2 separate regions of the Mus musculus genome follow, and region 1 is linked to region 2. Evidence: chromatin contacts called from public promoter capture Hi-C data. All regions are on one chromosome and are shown on one strand. The core of a region is the stretch at or near the end of the contact, and the rest is flanking DNA. Distances in the headings are between cores, read along the strand shown. Region 1 holds the start of Napsa (napsin A aspartic peptidase). Region 2 holds the start of Ptov1 (prostate tumor over expressed gene 1).

Region 1 (4,990 bases), core at 2,279-4,778, 300 kb before region 2:
GCCTTGCACAGCTAGCTATGCAAACACAGCATCACTGTCGGGTCCTAGCGGTTCTCTCTGCAAACATCACATGTCCTCTCACGGGTCTGCTTCAGCACACGAGTCTGCATCTCATGACAAAACCAGAAATTTCCACTTCAGCTGAAGGCTAAGGTACGGAGAGGCCCCATTAACATGGAGAGGCATTCCAGAAATCTCAGGTGCAGAACTATGTGACATTCCTCAGGTGGGGGGTCTGGGATGCCCCCAAAGAAGAGGAAGTCCCGATGACAAAGGGAGTCTGCCATTTTGCACCAAGCTCAGGGATGTCTGGTAATGTCAGACCTTAGCAGCAGGGTTTCCCAACAAAACGGAACAACAGCACTGGCTTATAGAAAAACTGTTTGAATTAAATCAGCCGATATACTATAAAGATGTGTTAATATCAGAACGGAGGCCAGAGAAAGTTTTGCATTAGGGACATGATTTTGTTTTTAGATCCACAGAAAACTAAAATCTGTGGCTACCATCAAAACTGATACAGATTAAAATTGATCAGAAAAGGTCTCTCGAAAACCTTGGCCACTGACCCAAAAAGCTCTTGTTTCATTGAGTGTCTCTGTTGGGGCTGGAGAGATGGCTCAGCGGTTAAGAGCACTGACTGTTCTTCCAGAGGTCCTGAGTTCAAATCCCAGCAACCACATGGTGGCTCACAACCATCTGTAATGGGATCCGATGACCTCTTCTGGTGTGTCCTAAGACAGCTACAGTGTACCATATACATAAAATAATAAATATTTTTTTAAAAAGAAAAAGTCTCTGTTTATAGTTTCCCACTACATCCAGCATAATGAATAGCCTAAAATAGAAAGGGGAAATTTTGTGACAATTTTGGAATTTTGGTTTCGTTTAAAACACAGAAATATAAGAATATGCTTTTATTTTTAATCCCAGGTATCAGGATGTGGGGCTGCTTCAGACGGTCCACAGCAGCTGACTATGATTTGCCTTGTGCTCTAGCAGAGGCATGGTTTTGCCAGATGCAGAGAGTTTCTGGAACTGTGTGACATTTGGCATTCTGGGAACTTTTCAAAAGGGTATATAAATGCTGGGGCCCCGATAAGTGGGGTTGTTGGTTGTTTAGGGAAGTTGGTTTGTGGTTTGTTAGTAGCTGTGGTCAAAGAAGAAACAAAAGGAAAGAAATTAGAGTCAGGGATTTTCCTAACTCCTCTCTCCGGTCTCTCTCCTGTCTAGTGTTAGGGGGTGAAACGGGAATGGGAGGTGAGGTGGGGGGATAAAGAGTGGGACAAAGCAGAACCCACAAAGTAGCCAAGAATAGCAACAACACTTGGTTCCTCTCACTTTTAAATTTCTCAGTAAGTCGCCAAGGCTAACCTTGAACTTGCCATCCTCCTGCCTCAGCCTCTCAGGTACCACAGGGCTGTGGCACTAAGTCTGACTCCCTCCCTTCCTATTCCTCCCTTGCTTCTCCTCCTCCTCCCTCCTTGTCTTTGTCTTTTTCTCTCTTTTCTCACCGAGGCCTTGAACTCCTGATTCTACTCCCTCAGGCTTCCAATTTGTAGAATTATAAGCATGTGCCTCCAAGTCCAATCTGCTTATTATTTTTTTTAACTTTTTATTTATTTCTGTAAATTTCACATTATGAACCCCAATCCCACTAACTGCCTCTGCCCTTGCAAACCTCCCCCTCCAAAAGGAAAAAAAAATCTCAGTGTGGAAGCTGTAGTGTGTCACATGTGTCATTCAGTCTACTGCGTGTTCACACTTGCAAGTTTGCGTGTAAATGTTCACTGCAGTGATCATTGGTCTGTTTGAGGCCTCTGGCTTCTGCTACACTATCAGTACCGAAACCGCACCAGGGCTCCTCTCAGATATCCAGATCCTTCAGCTTTGGACCTGCAGGGTAGGCCCCTTCTTGGCTCCAGCAGTTCACAGGTGAGGTGGATGTTAGGGTGGGCCAACTCCAAGCCCTGGATCTGGGTCTGCATGGTAGCTGAGCTGGTCATCTGCCAGCTCTCCTGCTCCCACACCACCATGGTGAGCTCTCCAGCACTGGCCTCACTAGCTCACCCAATGCTACAGTCACCAAGGGATAGAGCCAACTCTCCTGCTCTCAGGCCCTCAGGGACAAGCTCACCCTTGGCCATGCCAGCAGGGCCAGCTTTATTGTGTTGCCCAGGGGAGGTGCAGGGACTGATCTCTGGAGTGCTGCAGTCGATGAGGGGCAGGGCCAGCTCTTTTTCCTGCCTGCCGCAGGTGGTGAGGGGGCAGAGTTTCAGTTTTCTTTTGAGACAGTTTTCACGTAGCCCAGGCTGACCTCAAACTTAGCCAAAGATGCCCTTGAGCTCTTGATCCTCTTGCCTCTGCCTCCCAGTTGCTGGGATCACAGGCGTGTAGTACTGTGCTAGGCAGCTCTCCCGTGCATGTGCATCTGGAGGCCCGGGGGCTGTTTCAGGTGTCTCCTCTATCACTCTTCACTGTGCTTTCGAGTCAGACTCCCTCACCAAACCCGTAGCTCGTTGATTGGCTAGTCTGGCTGAGCAGCAAGCCCCTGGGGTAGATCTAGCTGCATCCCCAGTGCCAGGACTGCCACACAGGGCACAGGCCAGCTCCTTATGTGAATGTGGGAGCTGGAACTCAGGTCCTAATACTTAATACTTACCTAATGCTTCTGGCATCTCCCATCCCCGCTGAATGCCTTCAGTCCACAACTCTAGGTAGTGCTTCTCAGCCTTTCCAGTGTGGCGACCCTACAGGGTCCAGTTCCTCACGTTGGGGTGACCACCAGCCATGAAACTATGCTGTTGCTACTTGGTCACTGTAGTTTTGCCACTGTTATGAATCGTAATGCAATATCTGATTCGCAGGATATCTGGCATGTGGCCCTCAAAGGGGTCTTGACCCCACAGGTTGAGAACCGTTGTTCTAGCGCCTAAGGCAAGAGGATCGCTTGAGCTCAGTAAAGTCATGAGATCTTGTTTCAAAAGAAAAGGAAGGCCAGGGAGATGGCTCCACAGATGAAGGCACTGGCTGCCAAGCCTGCTGACCTGTGTTGGACTCCTGAGACCCACCCGCAGAAAAGAGAGAACTGACCCCTGCAAAGTGTCCTTTGTCCTTTAAATTCCTGCTGTGGCATGTGGATGCACACACAAATGAACTAGCTAATTAAAATGTGTAAAGAGAGGGGAGCCCCTTCTCCCTAAAAAAACCAGGCAAGGGCAGAAAGAGTGGGTATCCTGAGAAGCTGACAGAGCCACCCACATAGGAAGGACAGCACACCTCTATTGTAACTGAGTGTCCCCTCCCAGACCCCCCACAGACCTTTCCTGTTCCTCCCTCTTGCTCAAGAAAAAAAAATTGTGGTTAATGAGTCTCAGAAAAGCGAACTGAAAGTTAAAAGTAAAATCCATAGAGGGGCAGGAAAGGGGTGGGTGCGGGTCTCCCTCCCCATGCTCTCAAAGGTACAAGCCAGGAACCAATGAACCTCAGCACACACACTCAGCACATACCTTAAACAGCCCGGTTCTGGCCCTGCTACTGAAGGACCTCACACACACACACACACACACACACACACACACACACACATACACACACGTCACTTCTGTGTTCCAGTAGGTGGTGGGGCGTGAACAGGGTGGAGTCTCAAGGGGAAGAAAAGGGCCACAGGACATCTTGGCCCAGCTCTAGTCCCCAGAGATGTCGCCACTACTGCTGCTGCTGCTGTGCCTGCTGCTGGGGAATTTGGAGCCTGAGGAGGCCAAACTGATCCGGTATGGGGACCCCCACTCTCACTCCTGACAGATTCCCAACGGCTTGTCCTTTAAGACTGAGGCTGGCCTTGGTGCCCCAAGAATCCAATTTTTTCAGGGTTCCCAGATTTTACTTGTTCGTCTCTCTCTCTCTCTCTCTCTCTCTCTCTCTCTCTGTGTGTGTGTGTGTGTGTGTGTGTAAGAGATACAGAGACAGAAAGAGACAGAGACAGAGACAGATACAGATAGATATACACACACACACACACACACACACACACACACACAGAGAGAGAGAGAGAGAGAGAGAGAGAGAGAGAGAGAGAAAGAGAGAGAGAGTTTTGTGAATGTGAATCTAACTGCACGCTTCCTTACTCTCTGAGCCATCTTAAAGGCCTGGGTCCCCAACTCTCAAACTGGGTTTCCACCCTGAGAAATTCAGCATAATACCTCCTGTTAGGAGAAGTAATGGGAAGGAAGCAAGGGAGAGGGAGGAGAGAAAGGGTGTTTGTCCTGGAGTAGAATAAAGGATTGCCTCTGAATAGTGAAGACACAGATGTGGCCCATAGGCAAATGGAGGTTTATAAAGATGCAAGAGAAAACCCCATGTTTCCCCAAAGGGGGCTTTTTTTTTTTTTTTTGCTGCTGGACTTCAATACTTTGATAGCTGAACCTTGGTAATCAGCCTCGGGAGGAGGAAGTGGCCACATAATGGTTTTTAGCAAAGCAGAAGGCATGGGAGAGAAAACCTAAGCCCGCCAGAGCCACGCTCGCTGCACTCAAGCTGGCCAGGGTCCCTTCATGTCCTAAGACCCCACACTTTTTGGTTGTTTAGTTTTTGGCTTTGTCCAGACTTGGTCTTGTGTAGCCCAGGCTAGCCTCAAACTCCCTACATATCAAAGAATCACCTTAAACTCCAGGTTCTACTGCTTCCACCTCCTAAATGCTGGAATCCCTGGGAAGAGAGCCTTGAAATTTGTGCTATGTAAGTGCTCTACCCACTGAGCCATATCCCTAGCCATGGCTACAGCCCCACAATTTTTAAAAAAACATACTGTCTCCTTATGTAGCCCTGGCCTTGAACTCACTATGTAAACCAGGCTGGCCTTGAACACATAAAGATACTCCTGCCCCTGTCTCCCAAGTGCTGAGATTTTAAGGTGTTCACCACCAAATTAAGTCCAACTTTTGCTTTTGGCTAAGGTGTGTGGAGTCCCAGCATTCAGGGAGGCTGAGGC
Region 2 (5,376 bases), core at 1,215-3,714:
CTGGTTCACATAGGCCTGGCAGGGCAGGGTGCGTTTCAGCTTGGCTGTGGAGTCCGAGAAGGGTCTACGCTTCTGCGGGTGGGCGGGTGGGGAGACTCAGCAAAGTGCCCGGGCCCCTCCCCCCCATGCCTTCCACCCACTCAGAGATTTGGGTGGCCCAGCCAGCCTCACCTCCTGCCACTCCAGCACGCCACTCCAGGCCAGCAGTTTGTTGCTGAGCCGGTGCTCGTTCACTGCGAGGCCCCCAAGAGTCAGCCCAGGTGAAGAGGGCCCGATAGGCCCCAGGGCTCCAAAGACTCGAGCACCCTCCTGCAGCAGAGGGGAGAATTCCTAGGTCATTCCAGGTTAGGCGTTTCCGCACATCCTGGAGGGGTCACCCTCAGGTCCAGACTCAAGTCCCTGGGCACACACTTCCGGTCCTGACGCCTTCCCCAGCAGGCCAGACCTCAAAGCTTGACCTTCAGATCAATCTGTCAGAAAACTGTGGGCAGCATCACCCCTAAGAGGAGCCTCCCACAAAGGATAGCCTTCACTGAGGACCGCAATGTGGCAGCAACCAGAAACCAAGTAAATAGAACACCCTGGAGGACAATTGGGGGGCGGGGGAGGGGGGAATCCTAAGGAAGCTAGAGTCTACCTGAACCAAAACGTTTACCTGAATGCATGCTGAACAGTGGTGCCAAACATGGCCACGTGTCCCCTCCTCCACCCCAGGGTGCAAACTAAACTCTTTTTCCGGCCAAAACATTTCCAAAAGACCAGTCGGTCTCCTGGGCCAGTCTCTAACCAGACTAGACACACTCCAGGCCAGAGACCCTTCTGATTGTCACCAACGCATCTCTGCTCTCTGCTAAAGCTCGTGAGTCCTTTATACCCGGTGTGATGACAAACCAGAAAGTTCTCCCGGTGACTTAAGTAGCAGAAGAGCCTAGGTCTTCACTGCTGAGGGGCCTTCCTGATGGTTCTGCAGACCCAAGCCCTCAGGATTACAGCAAATCCGCACACTGGCTGCCTGGGCTGGGTGTGCAGTGAGACACTACAAGTGTCAGCATGTACACCACCACACAGTCGGTGAAAATCAGGCAAACACACTTAGGAACCTAAACAAAATCCAAAACTATTCAAGTGCGGGGTGAGGGATAACCATTAAGAGGCTTGTGTGTTTGCCTGCACCCAAAAACACCTGTATGCCCACAACAGCAGGGAAACAAACTAGGAACATGAAGCCCACTAAGCGCCAAGTTCGTGTTTACGCATGCCTGATTTGCTGTTTGCGCACTGCATGGCCAGAGCCAAGTCACATTTGTAGAAAAGGGACACATATGAGGACCCCAGGAAGGGCTCCCAACACCAAGAGAAAACTTCAAGCCTAGGCTGTACTACAGCGAGGGGTGTGTCTGCGTTCCTCAGGTGATCCAGGCGACAGACCCGCCTCAGCTCCTCGGAGAACAACGTCGTCAGAAGTCTGAAGTGGTCAGTACCACGCCAGGGAATAGCTTACCGCTGGCCAAGCATGCGCAGGTGTGGCCACGAGTCCACCATCACAATGGGGGCAATTTTGTTGCCCCAAGAAAATCTCAATGTTTCTAGAAAGTGCGCGCACGTTTACTGAGTGGACAAAAAGGTGACAACCCCACGAACTTACAGAGCTGAATATTTACCTTAAGCTTTATCTTAAGGCTTAAGGTCTGGGCTAGCTGCGGGGCGGGCGGGTATGCAAATAGAGGGACTGTCCACAATCGCCATCTGGCCCCGGGGGACAACGCCCCCGCGAGCAACAGCTGGGCGCGCGTGTAAGCGCCGGGCTCCTCCACCGGCCGCTTCGCGCATTTCCAGACCCGGAGGCCGAGGACCAACTTTGCAATTGGAAAAACAAGCGTGCACCCCAGGCGCCCCCCGCGCGCGTGTGCAGCCGGCCGCGCAGTCAGCAGTAATTCGAACCCGCCCCGCCTCCGTACCCCGCCCCCCGCCCAGCCCGCCGCGCAACAAAGGGGAGCGCCCAGAGCCGATCAAGGACTGATCCCGGACCCCTGGGTGCGCCCTCCCGCGGGAGGCCCGTGGGCGCTGCGGACAAAGGCGCCCGCCAGGGGAGGGGTGGCGGGGCGGGGCGTGCGTGGAAGGCTCTGGAAACAGGCCGTGGGACTCACCATGGGAGGGGCCGAACGAGCCCGGATCCGCGGTGGCTGCGGGCCTCGAGGACCGCCAGGCCAGGAACGTGAGCGCACGGCGCGGACGACCAGGGGCCGCGGTGGCCGGCCACGACCTCCGAGGGGGCCCCCGGCGCCGGAGCGGTGCGGGGCACGGCGCGGGCGGACCATGGCGGGTGGGAGGCCGTGGGCCTCACGGGGGGCTGCGGGTCCGCCGACCGACAGGCGCGGGCGCGCGGCTTCGGGGAGAAGCGGAGCGGGACCGCGGCGGGGGACGCGCCGCTGAGGGGTCGCCGCGGCCGAACCACTGCAGCGAACAGGGGAGCCCGGCGCCAACCAACGCGAAGCTGGGGGGAGATGCGGGGGGGGTGGGCTGGCGCCTACCAACGTGGAAGAAGAGGGAGAGCCGGGACCAACGCCGGGGAGAGGAGGAGCCGGCGCTAACCAACAGACTATGGAGCTGGGGAGCCAGCGCTGACAAACAGGGATGGAGGACTGTAAGGGGGTGTGGCTGGAGCAAACCAAGAAGGTCAGGGAGGGAGGGTTTCAGACTTGGAAATGACAAGAGAGAAACTGTGCTACAAGAGTTCGAGCTGGTGAGACAATACCAAGTCCTCACTGCTGGAGGGACAGAAGGCGGTAGACAGGATAATGGGTGGCGCGACGGAACCTACCACCAGACTGAGGGGTAGATGTAGGAACCAGGCGTTCTTGCCTCTTGGAGGCGGTGACGTGGCAAGGTGGCTAAAAGACTACAACTTCCAGCGGGTCTCTCGCAGCCTGGGCGTGACCAGCATAGCTGCTGGCCCATTTGTCCAGGGTCTGCCCACTGTTGCTTGGGCCTTCTAGCAGTTGCCTTACCCAGATCACGTTCTTGATCTGAAAGGACTGTGCAGTGGCATTTCTTGCTTCCGTTTGTTTTTAACCTGTGATACTATCCAGCCTTAGATTATCTGCGCTCGATGTAAGTGGCGTTGTGTTTACGCAGTGTTAGCTTATGCACCCAGGCTGACCTCGAACTCCTAAGCCTTCTGTCTTCACCTTTAATTGGGTGTGCACTACTACACGTGGCTGTTAAACTATATATAGGGTGCTGAGGTTTGAATTTATAGCCTCTTGCATGCGAGAAGTTCCCTCCTGCCTTCTTTTAAACTAGAAAACCTATTTGGACTATACTTTGTTCTTCCTTGCTGATTCATACACTACTTTAACCAAATTATATCAGGCCCCTGACAGCACACCCAAGCTATGATGCCTGTCACCTGGAGCAAATGTCCTGGCAGTAGGCTGGCTTTTTAAAAATCTCGTGTTTTATAATTGATTTAAAAAGCTAAACTGGAAGGTGAGCAGCAAGAGAGGTCACCTGGTCCTTGTCTGCCACCAAGCCTGACAACCTGGGTTCAATTTCCCTAAACCCTATGGTGGGAGGAGCAAAGAGACCCTTACAAAGTGCTCCCTGAGCCCCACACAAGTCCTGTGTCACATGTGCACATAATTCAGAGTCTGCTTGCACTTCAAAGTGAGCTCAAAACCTGATTGGGCAACTGACTTAATACGACAGCCTTGTCTCATAATTAATAAACAATAATAATAGAGATTGAGTAGTGACACTAGGCATTAATTAAAAGGTACGGGAAGCCGGGCGTGATGGCACACGCCTTTAATCCCAGCACTCGGGAGGCAGAGACAGGCGGATTTCTGAGTTTGAAGCCAGCCTGGTCTACAGAGTGAGTTCCAGGACAGCCAGGGCTACACAGAGAAACCCTGTCTCGAAAAACCAACCAACCAAAAAAAAAAAAAAAAAAAAAGGTAAGGGAAAAGGGTCACACCAACTTCATGAGATTGAAGCCAGCCTGGTCTACATAAAAGTCTCCATAGCAACAACAGTAAGGAATCCAGGCAGAGCCCAAAGCCCACTAGTGGAGCAGGTTGGCTGCAAATGAAGTTGATGGCAGCAGTGGCAACAACTGATTTTGAAGCTGAGCCCAAAGGGTTTTGCAGGGCGACAGAGATAAAGGGTGAAGAACAAAGCCAGGACTTCACAACTGTCAAGGGCAAGCAGTTTCTTTTGTTTTTCATGACAGAGTTTGTCTGTGTAGTTCTGGCTAGAACTTGCTCTGTAGACCAGGCTGGCCTTGAACTCACAGCCACCTGCCCCTGCCCAAGTGCTAGAATTAAAAGCATGTACCACCACCTTCCAGACCTACTACAGATTTTATAATCCTTGCAAGTTTGTGGACAGGCAGGGCTAAACATTTGACAGACTGTCTCAAAAATGGGAGGTGCTGCAAAGACGGCTCAGCAATTAAGAACACTGCTCTTCCAGAGGATCCAAGTTGTATTCCAAGTACCCAGTGGCAGCTTCACAAATATGTATGATTCCAGTGCCAAGGGATCAGATGCCCTCTTTGGGCCTCTACAGGCACCAAGCACATACAGACATACATTCAGGCAAAACACCCATAAACATAAAGGAAACATTTAAAATAATTAAAAGAAAGCAAGAGAAAATCAGGTGTAATGGTGTAGTTACAATTTTGGGATTTTTTTTTTAAATTTATTATATGTAGGCACACTGTAGCTGTTTTCAGATACACCAGAAGAGGGCATCAGATCTCATTAGGGATGGTTGTAAGCCACCATGTGGTTGCTGGGATTTGAACTCAGAACCTTCAGAAGAGCAGGCAGTGCTCTTAACCGCTGAGCCATCTCTCCAGCCCAAGATTTTTTTTTTTTAACACTAATACTATGTTTTGTTTTAAACCCAGGTGTGGGATAAGGGGCTGCTTCAGACTGTTCACAGCAGCTATGATTCGATTCCTGCTCTAGCAGAGGCACGGTTTTGCCATCTGCAGCTAGTTTATGTGATTGTGTGCTGTTTGGAATTCTGATGACTTTTCAGAGGGTCTGTAAGTGCTACGACCCCAAGAGGCAGAGTGGGCTGTTGGGTACAGTTTGTTAAGTAGTCATATTCAAAGAGCAACAAGAAAGCAGATGTCCTAGCCAGGCGTGGTGGCACATACCTTTAATCCTAGCACTTGGGAGGCAAAGGCAGGCGGATTTCTGAGTTCGAGGCCAGCCTGGTCGGTCTACAGAGTGAGTTCCAGGACAGTCAGGGCTAAACCGAGAAACCCTGTCTCAAAACAAACAAAAACAAAGAACAAAAAACAAAAACAACAAATAAAGAGATGTCCAGATAGCAAAGATCAAACTTGTCCCAAGGAACTTG

The links. Promoter capture Hi-C pulls out the DNA fragments that hold promoters and counts their contacts.
Region 1: a contact with region 2 is called in a promoter capture Hi-C map of embryonic stem cells, with 4 times the contacts expected there. The contact joins the promoter of Napsa here to the promoter of Ptov1 in region 2.

Annotation. Positions count from the first base shown.
Region 1 is chr7:44,568,917-44,573,906 of GRCm38.p6, forward strand. Napsa (napsin A aspartic peptidase) reads left to right here and starts at 3,529. Exons shown (of 9, transcript NM_008437.1): 1 at 3,529-3,773. The coding sequence starts at 3,700.
Region 2 is chr7:44,867,204-44,872,579 of GRCm38.p6, forward strand. Ptov1 (prostate tumor over expressed gene 1) reads right to left here and starts at 2,465. Exons shown (of 12, transcript NM_133949.2): 1 at 2,148-2,465; 2 at 172-309; 3 at 1-72. The coding sequence starts at 2,318.